2 separate regions of the Rattus norvegicus genome follow, and region 2 is linked to region 1. Evidence: chromatin contacts called from public Hi-C data. All regions are on one chromosome and are shown on one strand. Each heading gives the region's core, a stretch centred on a gene start, on an enhancer-like site or on the middle of the called end of the contact. The rest is flanking DNA. Distances are from core to core; before and after follow the strand shown. Region 1 has its middle 30 kb from the start of Bcl11b. Region 2 overlaps Setd3 (SET domain containing 3, actin N3(tau)-histidine methyltransferase).

Region 1 (5,864 bases), core at 154-2,653:
CTGTGTTCAAACCTCCTTAGGATGGGAAGGGAACAGTCGCTGCAGGCTGGAGAGCTACCCAGGAGTGTTTGCGTCGAAAGCATGAATACCTGAATCCAGATCCCCACGCCGAGGCGGCATCTACAGTCTCAGAGTTGGGAGGGTGGAGGCAGGAGGATCTCACAGCCACTGTAGCTGAACCAATGACCTCCAGGTTCAATGAGAGACCCTGTCTGTCTGTCTGTCCATCTGTCTGCCCGTCCGTCCATCCGTCCATCCACCCACCCACCCATCTATCCATTCATCTATGATGAAAGCCAGCCGTTGGTGGCACATAGCTTTAACCCCAGCACTCAGAGGAAGGGGCAGGTGGATCCCTGTGAGTTCGAGGCCAGCCTGCTGGTCTAATAGAATGAGTTCCAGTGCAGCCAAGGCTACATACATAGAGAAACCTTGTCTCAAACAACCAACCCCCGCACTCCTACCTCCAAAAAAGATGGAGAGTGAAAAATTGAAAAAGTAGATGCCACTGACCTCCTGCCCCCCACCCTACCCCACCCCATGGATTCTCCTCAGTTTCAGAGAGAGGAAGTCATAGGACACGAACTCACACCTACAAATCCGAGGTTTGAGCCACAATCCCTAAGTGTACAGCCACCACGGTCAACTTTTGTACTTCCATACATAATCAAGGGGGAAGAGAGCAATCTGGGTCTCACAGATGCTTGGCTGCAGAACTTGGGGTAACCATTGGGCAAATCCATCTCTCTGTGTCTCCATTTCCTGTTTGCAAAACGGAGCTTATGAAGCCCCCTACCCAGGTCCTAAGAGAACTGAAGCGAGGAATGTCCTGGCTACAAACGAATGCTCCCTGAGTTGTAGTGGCTGGCAGATGATACTGAGAAAAGTCACCTGTGTGCCCATCGTCCAAGTAAGAAAACTGAGGGTACAGAAGGGCAGGCATGTGGTGAGCTGCACCAGCTTAGCCTGGGGGCGTATCTGATGCCTCACAAATCCTTTCCTCTCCCTAATGGGCTGCTCCTACAGTAGGTCCAGCCTCAACTCCAGACCCAGCTATGGCCGGCGAGTGAGGCAACAGCTCACCCCTTTTGAATTTGCAGCATAAAGCTAGCATCTGGGTGTCCCGCATCTCATGACTCCATAGAGTAGAGAGACAGTGGGTCTTGAGTTCTTGCTCTAAGTGTTCGGACCCCCTTTATGGACTTTGGGGCATCAATAAGGGTTGGGGAAGATGGGGTGCCTGCTGGTTCCTCCAGTCTTGAGTCACTCTCCTGTGGGCCCAACCCATGTTTGTTTAGTCTTTCTGGGTTTCAGCCCTTTGACCAGTGAAGGTTAAAGATTATTGAGGCAGCTGACAATAAAGTGCCCGGCATGCTGGCCTTTGCACCCCCATTAGCGGCAGCGGGATCACCTTCTACACAACGGCCAGAAAGGCGAAAGTGCCAGGGTGTGGGCAGGCACACCTTGGGCATTAATATTGAAGGACAGTCGCTTTTGCTTGGCAGTTGGACCAAGTTTCTCTTTTATCTGTAGCTGGGCCACAATGTGTCATTGTTCTCAGTCTCAAAGGCCACCGTGCAGCCCCAGAGTGGACCTGGTGTGGACTCCACCTGCTAGAGTAAACATGCACTCGAGGTGGCCGTGGGCCAGGGGGACAAGAACGTTTCCTTCTCCTGGAAGAGTTGCTTTCTTTCAAGTGGGCTGGAAACCAGGGGCCCCATGGTCTCACCAGTCCCCCGTCTGCACCGCAGTCCCTCAACCAAGCAGGTGGCTCTCAGACAACCTGGGCCCCAGGACAGTGTCAAAGGCTTTGTGCCCTGGACCCGGAGGCAGCTGGGGGCCCTCTTCTCAGAAGAATGCTTTCTTGGGGCCTTGGAGACAAAGCTAAGGGATTGAAAGGAAGCTAATGATACTGAAATATAGTTATCAACATATTTCAAAGCGGATTCGAGTCAACCTAGGTGGGTCTTTATGGACGCCATAAACAATCTGGCCACAGATCTGTTGACAGGTACAGCCTCTCGGGGCTGACGAGTGGAAACCAGCTTACAAGGTTTCTGCTGCTGACTCAGGAACCAATGCTCTTCTGAAGGATTCTTGTGCAGCGTGCTTATGTTTGTTTGTTTATTTATTTGGAAGCAACAATCGTTGCGCAGGAAGTCGCAAAAGCAGCATATTACTTCTCCTTGACCAGCTTTTCCCATAGCCAAAACCACTCTCAAAAAGCAGGCCCTCCATCGCCACATCTCTCGTTCCTATTCTCACATACCCGGGTGGGGGCGGGGGTTTCACAGCTCCCATTTTACAAACAGGAAGCTGGGACACACGGAGACGGGCTTGCTTTTCTTTTGGGTTTTTTTTTCTACTAGTGATCCTTTTCACACTGGAAATAGAAAAAACATTGACATTAATTTATTTATCTATTTGGGTGGGGCACAAGTGTCAGGGTGCACGTGCGGAGATCAGAGAATAATGTGCGGGAGTCAGTTCTCTTCATCCATCGTGTGTGTTCCTGGGTATTGAACTCAAGTCCTTGGGTTTGGTGGCAAGCACCTTTACCCACTGAGCCATCTTACTGGCCCTCACCCAGTGTATGATTTTATGTATGATTCCCCATGTTGGAAATAGATACATCGGCCACACGCTTACCAATAATAAGCCGCAAAGGCATTTAATTTAAAATAGTTCTGTGGTACACATATCACCTTATCATTTATTAAACATTAGAGCAAATTTGCATATTAATTAGATGGGCGTGCTTGCTCATGTTCCGTCGACACTTAAATCTTGGATGAACATTTGACATTTTTGGGATGCAGAAGATCTCCGGCATTTCCAGAGGTGACGGATATTTTGATATCATAATTGTTTGTGTTGAGGACGCTGCTTCAAATGAATAAGCAAGGTTTATGTGTTGACTTAAGTGAGAAATGTTCCCTATACGGCCAGCAGGGGGCGCTGTATTTTTTTTTTAGAAAGTACACCCTTGGGGGCGGGCTTTGAGAGTAAAAAACTTGTCTATTTCCGGTTTGTTCTCTGCCCTTGTTCTTACCTCATATCTGCTGCTTGCTGCTACAGTTCCCTCTTATGGTGGATTCTTATCTTCTGGGAACCATAAGCCCAAATAAATGTTCTTATGTAAACTGCCCTGGTCATGACATTTTTGTCATAGCAGCAGAGAAGTAACTGATACAGTATCCAACAAGAAAAGCATGTTTAGGATCATTTTAGAAGCTGCTGTAAATTCTATCCAATTCTAAACCAAAGCTCATTTAAGGATATATTTTAAAACGGAACTCAAGTCAGCGACCCAAACAGTTAATTTTTAAAACAAAACATCGTAACATAGACTATTCCAAAAAGGTAACAATTTGATACATCCTGAGGACCTACATGCTGAACAGGAAATATTAGAAGTCTTTTTTTTTTTTTTACTGTAATTAACTATTATGTTATGTGCTGAAAGCCACATTAGCACCAAAAGTGCTACAATTCATGGAGTTCAATAGGGCTGCAGCTGTGGCTTGGTGGTAGAACGCTTGCTTGGTAGTCACAAGGTCCTAGGTTCAAGCCCCAGTATTGCAAAACAAACAAGCAAAAAAAAAACAAACAGGAAAGTAACTCACGGCAGTCTTTAAACTGATCTACATCGTCACCAGCAGTGTTAGATGTTGGTGTTGTGTGGTGTGTGAGTGTGTGCAGTGTCACGTGAGCGCACTGTGCGCTCAGAACGAAACTGCAGTGAAACTACACCAGCCGGAAGCGGTTTCCTTAGGCATCCGTTTTTGAATTAATTTTCATTTGCTGGCACTTTCTGAAACCTTCTACTATTGCCAGTCTTTTTGGGACCTCCTTATACCCACTGTGGTGGTTTGAATAAGAACGGCCCTCATAGGCTCATATATTTGAGTTCTTAATCAGCAGGGAGTGGCGCTGTTTAAAATGATTAGGAGCTGTGGCTTGTTGGAGGAAATGTGTCATTGGGGCTGGGCTTGGTGCTCAACCCCCACCCCCTGACCCCAGTTGCCTACAGATCGGGATGTAGAACTCTCAGCTACTTCTCCAGCACCCTGTCTGCCTGCATGCTGCCATGCTCCCACCAACAATGGACTGAACCATCTCAACTGTAAGCCACTGTCCTGGCTGATTTGTGTGCGTGCGTGCGTGCATGCGTGCGTGTGTGAATTTGGCACAAGCTAGAGTCATCAGAGAGGAAGCAGCCCCAGTTGAGAAAAATGCCTCCCTGTGACCCAGCTGTTCTCCATTAGTGATCAATGGGGGAGGGCCCAGCCCAGCCCATTGTGGAAGATTTGGGTTCTATAAGAAAGCAAGCTGAGCAAGCCATGAGGAGCAAGCCAGTAAGCAGCATCCCTCCGTAGCCTCTGCATCAGCTCCTGACTCCAGGATCCTGCCCTGTTTGAGTTCCTGTCCTGACTTCCTTCAGTGGTGACCAGCAATGTGGAAGTGTAAGCCAAACAAACCCCTTTCTCTCCAACTTGCCTTTTGGATATCATGTCTCATTGCAGCCACCCTGATTAAGACAGCCACCCCCCCTAGGGTTGGGGATTTAGCTCAGTGGTAGAGCGCTTGCCTAGCAAGCGCAAGGCCCTGGGTTCGGTCCCCAGCTCTGAAAAAAAGAAAAAAAAAAAGACAAGTAATGTTTTTTTTTTAAATAAGAGTTGTTGTGTTTATGGTGCCTCTTCACAGCAACAGAACAGTGACTCGGTAATGTGACCTCGGACAGGGTCATGGCCTGAAGTTTAAGAAGCTGGGAACCAGACAAGAGGGACTTCCCACTTCTTGCACATGCTCCCCTTTTTGTACGCCTTTGTGGGCAAGTCTATGCCAGCGTGGCACACGTGCAGAGTCTCCGACCCCTCATGTTACCAAGAGGTTGTCCCCCTCTGTTCCAGGCTCCTGCCGATTGCTTCAGATCTCCCTCCCGCCTCAGCCTCCTCACCCCCTGATCTGTTTTACCTCCTGGGCTAGATGAATGTGTACCCCATGCGCTGACCAAGTACGATGCCGTGGTCATAGAGGTTGGCTAATGCTCCCCAGGGACCAGCAGTCAACCGCAGAGACAGGCCACTCATATCTAGGCCTTCTGCCCAGCCCCATTCGGGGATTCATAATCTTGGGCTCCATGGGAGACTTCACTGTTTTCTGCTCCATCGCCAGGGAGCCAGAGGAGCTGGCCAGAAGTCATGGCAATGACCAGCTAAGAGAAAGGCAGGTGAAGATGGGGCCTGAGGCCCTCGTGAAGGGGGAGTCATTAGCTGAAGCCACTGTTTAGTCTACACTGATTGAATAACAATGGGTGAACGGGTAGAGACTCATGGTGCTGCTGTGTAGACAACTCCTGGGTTAGCTAGGATGGGTCTGATTTCATAAAATATACCACAGGGTAGGGTCCAGGGCACAGATCAGTGGGTGTGGACTTGGGAACTTGAATGACAGAGCATCCTTTCTGTCTGTCTTTGGTTTTGTTTGAGACAGGGTCCCGGGATGGCCTAGAACTTGCTACATGACCCACACTGACTTGAACTCCTGGCCTTGCTGCTACAGTCTCCTGAGTTCCGGGATTACAGGCGTGCTGTTTAACTGTGTCTGGCCTCTCTCCATTTGTGGTCTTCTTGTGGAGAGCAGGAGGAACATATGTCCAGAAGCAGCTAAAGAATCAGACACTTAGCCTGGGCATGATGGCACATGCCTTTAATCTCAGCACTTGTGAGGCAGAGGCAGGAGGATCTCTGTGAGTTTGAGGCCGGCCTGGACTACAGAGTGAGTTCCAGGAAAAGTCAGTACTACATAGAAAAACCTTGTCTCAAAAAACAAAACAAACAACAAACAAACAAACAAACAAA
Region 2 (5,824 bases), core at 705-3,204, 68 kb before region 1:
TAAAGCTTGGAGTGAGTAAAAGTGACAGGCTCTACGCTATGAAGGCTGAGGTCTTGGCTCGGGCTGGCATCCCAACGTACGTAGAGAATATCCTGGCTTGGCTCTTCCCTTTGGTGCGTGTGGTATTTCTATAACGTAGTGTTTAATCTGTGTGTTAATAGAGTTCTCCACAGTAGTGTGTCTCAACCCCTTTATCCCGTTATACAGCAGATCCAGACCTTGGCCGTGTGGTCGTTTACCAGTGCTTCAGATAGGTAGAAGGGTGTTGCTAGCACTCGCAGCTAGTTCCAGGGGAGCTGGCCTGCAGTCCTCAGGTTAAAGAAGCCCTCCGGTGTCATTAATGTCTTTCACCTTGAAAAGGCTAACGACATGGATCAATTTGTTTTGTTTAATTCTTTGCCACCATTAGTTTCGGTAATGAAGTCATGATCCTCACTGATTCCATGAATTTCTGGTTAGTTTCTTTAAATTTTCTTGCATTTGAGGTGTGAAGTGGTAAAGAAGATGAGAATTATGATTTATTAGTTTTCCGGGGACTAGAGGAACCATTCTTAATGAAAATGGATTATCTGAACTTTTTTTTATTGAGCTTGTCAATATTTGATTAATGATAAAGTGTGAGCTCAACATGAATTACTGTTAATGTTCGTAAGGACTGTGGGTGTGTTTAATTCTCTCACTGTGAGGATGTGACCCCAGAGTCAGGTCAGGCAGCAGGCATGCTGGCAAGAGTGGCCAGGGCCTGGCAGGGCTTCCCCACCCACCAGCTTCATGCTTTCCAAGGTGCGTGCCTACCATGTAGTGAGGCTCAGCTCTGCTGTGTGAGGGCCCGGGCATCTTCCTCTGGAGGAACTGTGGGCCTGACCTCAGATTTTGTTGTTTTCAGATCCAGTGTTTTTGCATTGCATTTTACTGAGCCACCCATCTCTGCCCAGCTTCTAGCTTTTCTCCGAGTATTCTGCATGACTGAAGGTAAAAACAGTTTTTTTTTTCTTCTTAAATTGTAAAGCATGGGGAGGTGGCTCAAATTACAGATAAAATTCTTAAGATGGTAGGGGAAGGTGGCAATATTGGAGAGAGAACTAATCTGTTGTCCACTGGGATTGAAGAGTCCAAACATCCTGGGATGGTAAGAAATACTGCAGACAGCACCTGTATAAGACAAAATGTTCCTGGCCACAACTCCGTGTTTCAGACGCAGGAAGGACTAAATCCATGTATTGAGTTTTCTGCTTGCTTAGGACAAGTCCTCTGAGCCGGCTGTGCCCAGTGGCCTGGTGAGCTCGAGCTTTTGTTCACACCCTCGACTGTGTGCCCAGTTGCTGGTCTGGGGCTTTCATCCGTGCTGGGGCCTGTTGTTTTATACTACCTTCAACCCTACACAGAATGGCTGGGCTAGAGAATAAATGATTTACTGAACAGTTAAATGTTTTTCTAGAACAAAGCCACCTAAGTGTTAGGGAAGTGCAGCTGGCTAAAGCAGTCATTGCAGCCATGGATAGGTGGCTGTCCCTGCTGTCCCCATCTCTTGTGGGTTCAGGGCTTGACAGGAAGCCTGAGTGTACAAGAACTTAGTCCTAGAGTGTAGACAGTAGAGACGAAGCTATCGGGAACCAGAGTGAGACAGGGTAGCTGTCCCTGAAGAGCAAGCACCTTCCATCACACAGAAACTTTTCTGTGTACAGGCTAGGGTGGTCTGTGGTATTTTCTTCTATATTTAATGAGCAAGGAATCTAGGGGGGTGGGGCGGGGGAGGAACGCTGGTAATGGCAGTCCCTGTAGCTTGTGCCATGCCCAGTGTTCTACACGGTGCTTCCTGTGTTTTTATCTTGTGCCTTGTAAGGTGCTTCCTATCACGCTGGTGGAGTCTCCAGTTCAGAGTGTGAAGAGTGAGAAAAGGGCTGCTCAGCTAATGACTGGTGGCCTTGACCCAGAGCCAACCTAGCTACTTCCAGAGTCCCTGTCCCAGACAGTCCCATGTTCCTGCTGATGTGCAACTGATAGAATTCATGGGGCAATTCTTGGTGTATTTGCATGTGGTGATGGTGGGGGGAAGGTAGGGGGAAGAGTAGGATGAGGTATTCCCTGTAGACACAGGCAGGGGACTGCCCTTACTCAGCAAGAGAGACTCAGGCCACCTTGGGCCCGGGAACCTCTGGGGAAAGGATGACAGGGACAAGAAAGGTTTGGTGTCTAGGTCAGGCCAGTGGCTGCTTTGTATGGCTTGTCTGCAGCCATGGCGCTGGGAGGCCAGGAACAGTGATGGCAGTGGCTCAGAACTGGAAACTTCTGGAAAGAAATTTCTGTTTCTAAAGAAGCTTTTTTTTTTTTTTTTTTTTTTTTTAAATATCTTTATCTCTATGAAAGGTTAAGCCTGAATTTTACCTTGGAACTAGATAGTCATTTTTAAAACATCAGATAACATGCCCTTTTTAAAAATCTCTTGTGTTTGGTGCTGTTCTGTAGTTTCTTCTCAGAAGACAGTTTGTCTTCTCAGTCGTCACAGACAATCAATCGATGGAGTCTGTGAACCACTCCAACTAATACTAATAAAGTTTGGTTTGCTGGCAGCACAGCTCCCGATTTGAATTGTAAATAGTGACAGCTGTAGGGCATTTAGCTCTGAAAGAGAGACTGTCTCACAGTTACATAAGAAGCTTGGGTGTGTTTGTTGAACTGAACAGGATGGGCAGGAGAGGAACGCTCAGAGCCATTGCTGAGTTATTCTTCTTACACAGATCTGTAAGGTATTGAGAGGCTGTGTTTCTGTGTGGTTTAGATTGCTGAGAGCGAGCGAGGGAGAGGGAGAGAAGCTGGGAGGGGGGCAGGCAGGCTGACTCTGACTGAGACTGACTCACTTTTCTTTGAGTCAGGTTTCTACAGTCCATGTACTTGCTTCTCCATCTTTGGCTTACGTGTGTAGTTACCAGGACGACAGTGGCTCCCAGTATCTTTAAGATGTTATTTTATCTTATTTATGTATGTGTGCCCGTATGTCTGTCTGCATACCATGTGTGTGCAGTGGCCACAGAGGCCAGAAGAAAGCGTTGACTATCCTGGAACTAGAGGCACAGATGGTTGTGAGCTGCCATGTGGTGAAGCTGGGACCTCTAGAAGGACCCAGGACTCAACCTGAGCTGTTCCTTCCTCCTCGGTGTCCTTGACACCAGTTGGTAAGGTGAGGTCTTTACTCCAGGGCTAGCAAGAACAGTTCTGTCATAGTGAGGGTGTGGCCATAGATGTCTTCAGACATAGTCTTCCGAGCCTGTCTCAAGGCTCTCAGTGTCCCTCTCTGAGTTGGGCATGAGTCAGTACTGCCTTTCAGGGAGGCCTCACTTGACCTCCTGGCCTGGAACTTAGCTGTGCCTCTGCTCAGAGAGCCTGGAAGACTGTGCTGGGGGACATAGAGGACGGACGGCTTGTCAGAGTGAGCTGTGCTGCCTTCCCGACTGACTGCTATGTGTGTCTCTTGTAGAGGAGCTGAAAGAGCACTTGCTAGGGGACAGCGCCATTGACAGGATCTTCACTCTGGGGAACTCGGAGTTTCCTGTCAGCTGGGACAATGAGGTCAAACTTTGGACATTTCTGGAAGATAGAGCCTCACTTCTTTTAAAAACATATAAAACGACAATTGAGGTAATTAGATGAATGAAGATCATGCTTGGCATGTTTCTAGTCCTTCATTCTGATTCTCAGCAATGTATATGTGACATTCCTTATTTGGTGCCAGTGTTTCACAGTTTATCATGTTGATTTTAATAGCACTTGATAAATTTTACACAGTTAGTACTTTTAAAAACTATCTTTAATTCATGATACCACAAATATAAGCTTTTCTTCCCCTCCTATCCCCCATCCCTCCCTCAGCTCTTTCTCTCTCCTGTGCACCAGCATACAGAGGCTTGTCGTACAGCCAAACCCCCGTCCTATTTTCAAGACAGAGTGTCACTAAAGTCATCCAGGCCTCGAACTTATCACCATGCTGACAGTCTCCTGACTAGCTGAGATTACAGGCTGTCACCAGGCCTGGCTGGAAGACTTGTTTCTCTCTTCTTTTTTAATTTTTAGCCTTCACTCTAGGCCCACATGGGGCTCCAATCACAGAGATGAACGCAAGTGATGCCCTCCATTCTGTGTTGGCTCCATTTAACTTGGCCTTAGCTCTGTTTTGAGAGTACGGACTTACTGTAACAAGAGCCCTGAGTCAGCTGCAGTTTTGCTGGAAGTGTTGGGTCATTCGGCGATGTGAAGCCTCAGTTTAAAAGCTGTTAGCACCTTACCCTCTCAGGCTGAGCTGCAGCTTGGTGCTGCTTCGACAATTTAGAGTTCTTGTCATTAACTTGATGTCTCTCGCCCCCCCAGGAAGATAAGACTGTCTTGAAAAACCCTGACCTCTCTGTCCGTGCCACGATGGCCATCAAATTGCGCTTGGGTGAGAAGGAGATTTTGGAAAAAGCAGTGAAGAGTGCAGCCATGAACCGAGAGTACTACCGCAAACACATGGAGGAGAGGGCGCCACTGCCCAGATACGAGGAGAGTGACCTGGGGCTGTTGGAGGGTGGTGTGGGGGACTCGAGGCTCCCTCTGGTCCTGAGAAAGCTGGAGGAGGAGGCAGGTGTACAGGAGTCTCTGAGTCTCACAGAGACTGTCAGCAAAGTCAAGGCTGCCGAAAATGGGCTCGTCAATGGGGAAAGCTTGATCCCTAATGGGACCAGGTCTGAAAATGAAAGCTTAAGCCCAGAAGAGAGTGAAAACACGACAGGAGACACGGAAGAGTCTTCAGGAAGCATGGATGCGGTGAAGGAGCGACTCTGAGATGCTCACGGATCCAGTTGAGCAGAAGTTGCAGACAGCCCACCACATCACCGTGTTCCTTGTTAACATTTTTCTTTTCGCAGAGAGGAAAATATGTTTTGCTGCTTTATATAAAGTGATTTTTAAGTTATTATAAAGATCTAGCTTCCCTTTTTGATTAAGATTGCCATCTTGCTTCTGGGCGGAATAAAGTAGTGAAGAGCAGCAGAGGGGAGGAGGCGCCCTTGAGAGACTGCAGACCAGCTGTGGGCAGCGCTGCTCTCCTCGCTCCACAGTGAGTGCTGGCGCTGCTCCTGCCGAGGGAGTGAGGTTGGACTCTGGGTGTCGAGTGGATGGTGGAGGGTGAGGCACAGTGAAAAGAAAGCTGGGTGAGGTGGTTACAAACAAGAGTCTGGGCAAATCTTTTATTTTTTTCCTTAACAAGAATATCCCCAGTACCAAAAGAAAAGGTAAGGTGGCAACCTGATTTTTAATGGCTTAAAATGTTGATGATGATCCTAATTATATAAACACACACATATATCTAGTAATTTCTAAGGATTTGTTTACTTTTTGTGTTCTGTTTTGCTGTATTAAAAACTTGTCCTTTACCTTAAATCAAAGTAGGCCTCGCGTCCTCCTGGGTTTTCACGCTGGCTTTGTTTCAGAGAGGTGCACTGACTCCAGTGATGGCAGTGGAGTGCCGTAGACACTGCAGCCGTGGCTCACGCACGGTGTCGGGATAGGCGGCCCCCTGGCTTTCTGGTTTCACAACAAGCTAGAGATTTTCAAAGCTACCCTTTTGAGTAAAACCCCTTATTAAAAGAAAAAAACATGACTGGTGTTTTTGTTTGTTCCTTTTCTGGGGGAGTAGCGCAGGCCCTGAGTCGATCCTTTAGCAGAGCATCTCACATGCTCCCTGACCACTGGGGAACACTGCCATGTCCCTGGCTGTGCTGGTCACACATACAGAGACTATATGGGAGTTTGCCTGGGTGCCCAGAGGCCTACAGAGGCGCTGCCCCTTTCT

What was found. Hi-C and Micro-C count contacts between places; a contact is called where the count stands out from the background.
Region 2: a contact with region 1 is called in a Hi-C map of kidney, with 2.6 times the contacts expected there. The contact joins two enhancer-like sites. A contact is called at or near these places in 6 of 12 Hi-C or Micro-C datasets (the A7r5 cell line, kidney, liver and 2 more).

What each region holds. Positions count from the first base shown.
Region 1 is chr6:132,718,645-132,724,508 of GRCr8, reverse strand. No RefSeq gene overlaps it. Among named protein-coding and RNA genes, the nearest start is that of Bcl11b, 30 kb to the right of the region's middle. Within about 2 kb of position 1,403, at least 4 of the 93 cell types and tissues checked have an H3K27ac peak or open chromatin away from gene starts, as enhancers often do. A contact at or near this core is called in kidney, where this site is marked.
Region 2 is chr6:132,787,286-132,793,109 of GRCr8, reverse strand. Setd3 (SET domain containing 3, actin N3(tau)-histidine methyltransferase) reads left to right here. Exons shown (of 13, transcript NM_001346470.1): 10 at 1-76; 11 at 887-972; 12 at 3,476-3,636; 13 at 4,363-5,632. The coding sequence ends at 4,815. Among named protein-coding and RNA genes, the nearest start is that of Setd3, 64 kb to the left of the region's middle. Within about 2 kb of position 1,954, at least 38 of the 93 cell types and tissues checked have an H3K27ac peak or open chromatin away from gene starts, as enhancers often do. A contact at or near this core is called in kidney, where this site is marked.